Linked DNA regions of Sus scrofa: region 2 is linked to region 1. Evidence: chromatin contacts called from public HiChIP or PLAC-seq data. All regions are on one chromosome and are shown on one strand. The core of a region is the stretch at or near the end of the contact, and the rest is flanking DNA. Distances in the headings are between cores, read along the strand shown. Region 1 overlaps RBM19 (probable RNA-binding protein 19). Region 2 holds the start of SDSL (serine dehydratase-like).

Region 1 (3,828 bases), core at 483-2,982:
TGTTATCAGTTGCAAGCAGCTTTGCAGGACCTCCCCCCACTCGGAGCCCTTTATCTGGAGGTGAGGGTCTTGGTTGTGGGGAGATAAAACACACTGTCCCCCTCCCCCGAGACCAGTACAGGGAACGGAGGGCTTTGTAGAGAAGGGGGGATGGGGAACACCCCCCCTCCGTCCACTCCCCTCCCGCTCGCCTTCCTGCGGAGCCTGAGAAGATCCAGACCTAGGGGGCGCTGGCTGAGGCCCCCGCCTGTGGGGATGGGAGCTGGGGAGGCTTCGGGAGCAGCGTGGAGGAGGAGCAGGCTAAAAGGAACAGCCCAGGGACTGGGGAGGTGACTGTGTCTGTGACCCGTGTAAGAAAAGGAACAGAAAGGGCAAAAGGAGGCCCGGGAACCATGCTCTGTGGGAATCTGCCTGACGACATGGGACTCAGGAGGGCTGGGGACCAGCACAGACGCACACAACTTCCAGGCCCCAAACCTGCTCTGTTTGCTACAACTATTTACTCCTGCCCCAGCCCTGGGTCTCCCTTGTGTCAGTGATGGCAGAATGCTGCACACCAGCCCCTTGGGAGGCAGGGCCTGGCCCCGACTATTTCGGGGTGACGGCTAGTTGAGAGAAACCATGACTACATAAAAGGAAGTCTTTTTGATGGAAGTATGAGCAGATTGGAAGGGAATGCTACCAAGTGGTGGACAAAAATAACCCCTAACCAGGGGCTGGTGCGGGGCTCTTGAGAGATGTATAGCAATGACCGGTAACCCCAAGGGCTAGGGAGGCTTTCAGGGGCCTCAGAAAGTAGAAAAGGAAGAATTTTCCTTCCTGACAGAAACAAGGCTTCTAGACCAGTGGTTCCCAAATGCCTTGCAGTGACCAGGCCAGTCCTGAAGGAGCTTTTACTGATTTACAGGAACTGCAGACAGCCTAGGGAGCATAACTGATGGTGAGGTCTATTCAGCTAAAGGATTGTTCTTTAGTTTGAAAATCCTGCCTCCCCACACCCACTCCCCCCACCATGACACTCATTTTTTTTTTTTTTTTTAATGAGGAAAATGGAGAGGGTATATAGGAGATGTATTTTCTAAATCCTTATGTTAACAAACTGGCAACCCTATGGTGAGATGGGGTAGGGGATACTACAGATGGGCAAGATCATAGGGTCTGGGTAAGGGGCTGTCAGGTCCTTTTCAAAGCTTTTCTAAAGGCCTTTGATCCTGGAAAAATCATGGTCTCCCACGTGGTTCTCAACTGAGGGCTGCACTGCCCCCTAGAGGGCACCTGGGAGTGCATGTGCGTGTGCCTATTAATTCTGGGACAGTCACAGTCCCCTAAATGTTTCTCAATTGAGAGCTGCACTGCCCCCTAGAGGGCATCTGGGGGGGAAGGGGGGGAGGGGGGAGAGAGGGAGAGAGAGAGAGAGAGAGAGAGAGAGAGAGAGAGAGAGAGAGAGGGAGAGACAGTGTGTGTGTTTGTGTGTGTGTGTGTGTGTGTGAGTGAGTGTATATGTGTGTGTCTCTGCCTGTCTGCCACAATTACAGGGGGCATTCCTGACACTCAGTGCGTAGGGTCCAGGGATGCAAAATGTCTTACAACTGTAGAAGAGTCCCAACAAGGAAGAACTGTGCTGCCTTGAGTGTCAGCAGCACCCTTCCTCACTCAAGGGTAAAGCATCCATCACTGGGGGGGTCCACATCCCTTCCCTTTCCTGCCTTTGCAGTCATTGGACACCAGAGGGCGCTATGCCACCCCAGGACCCTGGAGAATAAACATCTCCAACAGCCAGGCGCACCCATCCTGGTGGATGAGGGAGTAAGAAGGCTGTTTTCTCTTGTTCTCTTCTGAACCCCTAATAATAGGTTCCAGTTTTTGTTTTTTGTTTGTCCAAAAGTAGGACACCTTATGCTGTACTAATAATTTTTATGCCCCATTTTTTTTCTTTTTAGGGCCATATCTGCAGCATACAGAAGTTCCCAGGCTAGGGGTCAAACTGGAGCTGTGCCTGCAACCTACACCACAGCTCGAGGCAACACTGGATCCTCAACCCACTGAGTGAGGCCAGGGACTGAACGAACCCGCATCCTCATGAACACTAGTCAGGTTCATTATTCTACTAAGCCACAACTGGAATGTCTACGGTCTACTTTTTTTTTTTTTTTTGCTATTTCTTGGGCTGCTCCCACAGCATATGGAGGTTCCCAGGCTAGGGGTCCAATCGGAGCTGTAGCCACCGGCCTACGCCAGAGCCACAGCAACGCAGGATCTGAGCCGTATCTGCAACCTACACCACAGCTCACGGCAACGCTGGATCCTTAACCCACTGAGCAAGGGCAGGGACCGAACCCGCAACCTCATGGTTCCTAGTTGGATTCGTTAACTGCTGCGCCACAACGGGAACTCCCTATGGTCTATTTTTAAAGGACATTTTACATGCCTGTAAAATCCATGAGACTGGGACCCAGTAGTCTCAGGATGAATGAAGCACTTTGAACCGAATGCGTGATAGACAACTGAGTGCTGCCCTTCCCTCACCTGCTGCCCCAGGACACCTCAGCCTCTGCTCTCACCTGTTTCTGGCTCCATCCTGTCCTTTTCCGTCAGTTCTGCCGGTGTGTCTTGGGGTTCTTTCTTCTGCGGGGCTGGGCTGGAAAAGACACCCATCGGGGCCCACTCCAGATACAGGGGGACATGGTGGAACTGCAGAGACAGGGGCGGGGGAGGGACTCAGTTCACAACTGGGGATGATGGGCCAGGTGCCTGGAGTGCAGCACCCTTTGTGCTGCCCAATGCCTGGGAAGAGGGGCCTGAGCTGCAGCTCAGGGCTTGGGGCAGAGGCCTGAGCACCTGCTGTCACTGGACCCATCTTCATCCCGTTTTCTCTAACCAGACTGCGGAGGGGAGGGAGAGCAGAATCCACCACACAGGGCAGCCTTCCTAGAGGATGTGCAGTGGGGCCATTGACACCACACATACACTCAGAGGTAGCATGTGTGAACCTGTGTACATACGTAGGTTTTTTTTTTGTTTTTTTTTTTTTTTTAAAAAAAAAAAAAAGGATAAATGAGACACAGTCTACAAAGTGTTACACTGACTGATAAGGAGAAGCACTTGCAGTGGGTTGAAGGGGGACCTCCAACTGATATGTCCACGTCCCAAGTCCCAGAACCTGTGAACATGGCCTTGCTTGGATATAAAAGATCTCTGCAAATGTCATTTAGTGAAGGGTCTTATCTTTTTTTTTTTTTTTTTTTTGCTTTTTTTAGCATGATACCCATGCATACGGAAGTTCACAGGCGAGGGGTTGAATTGGAGCTGTAGGTGCCAGCCTACACTATAGCCACAGCAACGCCAGATCCTTAACCCATTAAGCGAGGCCAGGGATTGAACCTGCATCCTCATGGACACTAGTTGGGTTCTTAACCCATTGAGCTATGACAGGAACTCCCTGAGTGAAGGGTCTTGAGGTGAGATCCCTGTGTTATCTGGTTGGACCCTAAATCCAATGACGAGCACCCGTTGGGTAAGAGAAAAGCAGAGGGAGGGCTGGAGATGGAGAGAAAGAGAAGGCCACGTTGGCAGAGGTGGAGATGGGACTGATGCAGCCATGAGCTAAGGGACACCTGGAGCCTCCAGATGCTGGAAGAGGACAGGAAGGACCCTCCCCCACCCCCACAAGAGTCTTTAGAGGAGCCTGGCCTTTGGACACCTTGACACCAGACTTGAGACCCCAGGACTATGGGAGAACACACTTCCACTGTTTTAAGCCACCAAGTTTGTAGAAACCTTTTATGGCAGTCCCAGAAAGGAATGCACTAACTCATATGATTTCTTTTC
Region 2 (3,828 bases), core at 438-2,937, 380 kb before region 1:
AAAAACTTCCAACTAACTAATTGTTAATAATGCTCCATGGAGAGGAAAAAGAGGCAGAAATTAAATGAGGAATTATTTTTATTGTATTCTCCTTTAATTGTTAAATATTTTTCCTGTTTGTATACTTATTTTTTAAATTAAATTTTGGTTTCATTTTTGTTTAAAAAAAGACTCCATTTTTAAACTTTAATACCTGCTTTAGCTTCTTCCTAAGCAATGATGTCCATGAAGTTATATATATATCCTAATATTCACAGAAATATATACTCAACCATTAAAACACCTTTGGGAATTGATGGTCAACACGAAAGTGCTGGCATACAGTAGGCATGCAATAAATGCAGCTGTTGTGCTTCCTGTCCAAGTATGAGCTGTGTGCCAAGGCCCTTCTCCTCCAGGAAGCTCTCCTTGGTCATACCCCACCCCTAGCTGCCCTAGGGGGACCTTCTGCTCTCTTTCCTCCTGGGGGAGTCTTAGGTTGTCACTGAATTGGTGTGTGCCTCTCCTCTTCAGGCTGGGGGTCACATCAAGGCATGAACTGAGTTTTACCACCTCTGTGTCCCCAGGGCCCAGTCCAGGACAGGGCACCTGACAAGGATGGTGTATGTTTGTTTTTTAATTTTTTGGCCTTGCCTGTAGCAGGCATGTGGAAGTTCCCCGGCCAGGGATCGAAACTGTGCCACAGCAGAGACATCCATGGATGGTGTATGTTTAATGTGAGAACAAAGATGAAGCTGCCCAAGTTCTTGTCAAGGATCATGACCAAGCAGTTCTTCTTGACCCCCAGTTGACCTGGAGTTAATCATCAAACTCGGGGAGGTTACACATAGGCTAATAAGGGAACAGACCATTTGGGCTGCCAGGCGCTTCCTGGACCCCACTTCCCCTTTCACATAAGGGAAACTGAAGGCCCTCAAATAGACGTGACCAGCTCAGATTCACCCAGTGAGATGCTAAGAGACAAGATGTGACTGTAGTCACGTCATACCCCTGCCTAAAGCTGTCCATGGCTCCCTAGTGCCCCTGGGGGAGGCCCAGACTCTGGATTGGCACAGGCATTCTGCTGTCCCACCCTTGCCTTCTCTGTTCCAGTCCCGCTGCACACGGCTCCATTCCCGAAACCCCCACATTCCTCAGTTTCAGACCTTTGCTCTCTGTGCTCCTGATTCCTGGCTCCGCGCAGTCTCCTCCCCCAGGAAGCCTTCCCAGCCCCCAGGGGCCAGTGAGGGGCCTGCTCTTGGTGTCCAGAGCCCTCCCACACCTCTCCCTGCCAATATCGACTGCAATGATCATGCCTGCTCTTCAAAGTCCCTTGGGGCTTCTTGAGGGCAGGGGACATGCTGTCTTGTTTGAGGCTAAAGGTCCCTGGGCTTGATGCTTTGTAGGTGTCCAGTAAATATTCCTGAAGGAATGAATCAATTGTCAGAATGATTCATTTGAATAATAAACAATTTATGACTTCCAATGTTGGGTGCAAACTAATCAGAGATAAAGGAGGTGTTTTGGAAAAAAACATGCCTTTCTCATGTGACAGAAAATAATTGTTTGTTTGTTTCCTTCTTTTGGCTGCCCCTATATTGTGAGGAAGTTCCTGGGCCACAGATTGAACCTACACCACATTAGTAACCAGAACCACAACACTGACATTGCCTGATCCTTAACCCACTGAGCCACCAGGGTATTCCAATGATAGTTTCTTTGTCCTTGTTTTCTCCTCCCAGACCTTAGCTGAACTTGACAGTGGTCCAGGGGAACCAGCTTGGCATTCGGGACAAGCACTGGACTTGGAGGAGTCTGTGTCACGACAGAGGTGGTGCAGTGTGGGGGGTAAAGGGTGCCTCTCCCTGGCTGCTGGCCTTGGGCAAGTGAGTCCCCCTCTCTGGGTCTCAGTTTCTTCATTTGTCAAATGGGAACAGGTAATCACGTATCCTGGAAGCACACAGGGAGGCAGTGAAGCTTGTGTTCCCTTTCTCCTCCCGCAGGGAGCTGTCCCTTTAACCTGGGAGGAGGGACCAGGGCCACGGGAGGCTGGCAGAGCGGTGCTAAGGCAAGCTTGTGGGCAGTGGGCTGGGGCTGAGCTGCTCTGGGGACCTCTGGAAAAGAAGGTAAGGGGGCCAGAGATCCAAATAGGGCCCTGGGGCTCCTTGCGCATGTGAATGTGTGTAGAGGCTAGTCTGGAAGTTTCTGGGGCCTAGTCCCAGATGAGTAGACAGGAAGTGAGAGGGTGAGAATATCCTGGTCCTCCCAGGAATCTGGGTTCAGCTCCAGGGCCTGTCTGCCACAGGCGAGAAGGCTGGGTGCCCGGGACCCTGAGGATCGGGGAGCCCATCCTGCCCCGAGGGGGCGGGGCCAAGCATTCTGGGCAGCCTGAGGCTGCCCAACTCTGGCACCGGGGATTTGGCTGTGGCGTGTCATCCAGGAGGCCTCTGGGGAACAGCCTGAGGGACAAGGGAGGTGGAAAAGGTAGTTGGTCTTTACCTTAAATCATAGATGCAGCAGGTGAGGCCCAGGGAGGAAAGGCGTCTTGGCCAAGGTCGCCCCCACTGGGACCTGAGCACCAGCCCCATGCCTCTCACAGCAGACAGGGCCCTGGGCTCCTCAGGCCCAGCGGCAGCCACACATGGTGAGAGCCTCCAGTTGTCCCCAGATCTCCCTCTAGGAGGCCTGGCCCTGATGGGCGTTGGTAAGGCTGCTGGCAACCTGGGATTCATTCATTTAACTGACGCCTGCTGTTCTTGTCTGGGCAGTTGGTATAACCAAGGGGGCTGGGGGAGCCTGGAATGGAGCCCGGAGCAGTTGGCTTCTAAGGTCAACCTGCAGTTAAATACTACATGCTCACACATTTAATAATAATGCTAATGTAAGAGAGAGAGAGAATGCATGGTGGGTAAGAGCCCAGATGCCAAAGTGCACTGCCTGAGTTTGAACCTGGCCGTACCATTTATAGCTGTGTGACTTTGAACAATTTACTTAATCCCTTTGGACTTCAGTTTCATTATCTAATAAGTGAAGTTAATAAATGAACCTATCTCAAAAAAAAAAAAAATGAGTTCCTGTCATGGCTCAGTGGAAACGAATCTGAGTAGTATCCCTGACCTTATTCAGTGGGTTATGGATCTGGCAATGCTGTGAGCTGTGGTGTAGGTCGCAGATGTGGCTCGGATCTGATGTTGCTGTGGCTGTGGTTTAGGCCAGCGGCTGAAGCTCCAGTATGACCCCTAGCCTGGGAACTTCCATATGCCATGGCTACGGCCCTGAAAAGCAAAAAAAAAAAAAAAAAAAAAAAAGAAAGAAAAGGCCTATCTCAAGGTTGTTGTAACGATTACATGAGATAAAATATAAGGTGCTTGGCATGATGCCTGGCTCACTGTAATCCCACATAACTACTTGCTATTATGATGTGTCAGGCAGTGTATGCCTTTACACTATGGCCTTGCTTAATCCTCACAATGACCCTATGATGCATAAGCTCCTCTTCCAGTCTGTTGTGTGACTAGTTCATTCTCATTTTTCAGGTCTCAATTTTCATAGTCACCTCCTCCAAGAGGCCCTTCCTGACCTCTTAACCCAAAGTAGGTCCCCTTATTCTTCTCTTCGAAACTCCCTCTATGCATGTTTCCCTCTTAGCAGCTTTCAGCATTTCTGATAATTTTGTTTGTCTATACAATTTTTTTGTGGATCACATTTGTTGAATGCTGATCCCCTTATTAGACTATAAGTCACCTGTAAGAGTAAGTGTCTGGCTTGTTCCCCATGGTATCACCAGTTCCTGGATGAGGGCTGGCACCTTGTTAGTGCCCAGTAAACATGCTAGAGTAAGGATGAGCT

Evidence for each region. HiChIP or PLAC-seq counts read pairs in DNA pulled down with a chosen protein or histone mark.
Region 2: an H3K27ac HiChIP or PLAC-seq map of alveolar macrophages shows a contact between it and region 1. The contact joins the promoter of SDSL here to the enhancer-like site in region 1. A contact is called at or near these places in 1 of 5 promoter capture datasets (fetal liver), 5 of 47 Hi-C or Micro-C datasets (brain, embryonic fibroblasts, epiblast stem cells and 2 more) and 1 of 2 datasets of contacts at active chromatin or transcription factors (alveolar macrophages).

Annotation. Positions count from the first base shown.
Region 1 is chr14:38,103,200-38,107,027 of Sscrofa11.1, reverse strand. It overlaps RBM19 (probable RNA-binding protein 19), which reads right to left. Exons shown (of 25, transcript XM_005670677.3): 16 at 2,562-2,691. Among named protein-coding and RNA genes, the nearest start is that of RBM19, 23 kb to the right of the region's middle. Within about 2 kb of position 1,732, at least 7 of the 83 cell types and tissues checked have an H3K27ac peak or open chromatin away from gene starts, as enhancers often do. A contact at or near this core is called in alveolar macrophages and fetal liver, where this site is marked.
Region 2 is chr14:38,482,318-38,486,145 of Sscrofa11.1, reverse strand. It overlaps SDSL (serine dehydratase-like), which reads left to right and starts at 1,687. Exons shown (of 9, transcript XM_005670678.3): 1 at 1,687-2,105; 2 at 3,516-3,572.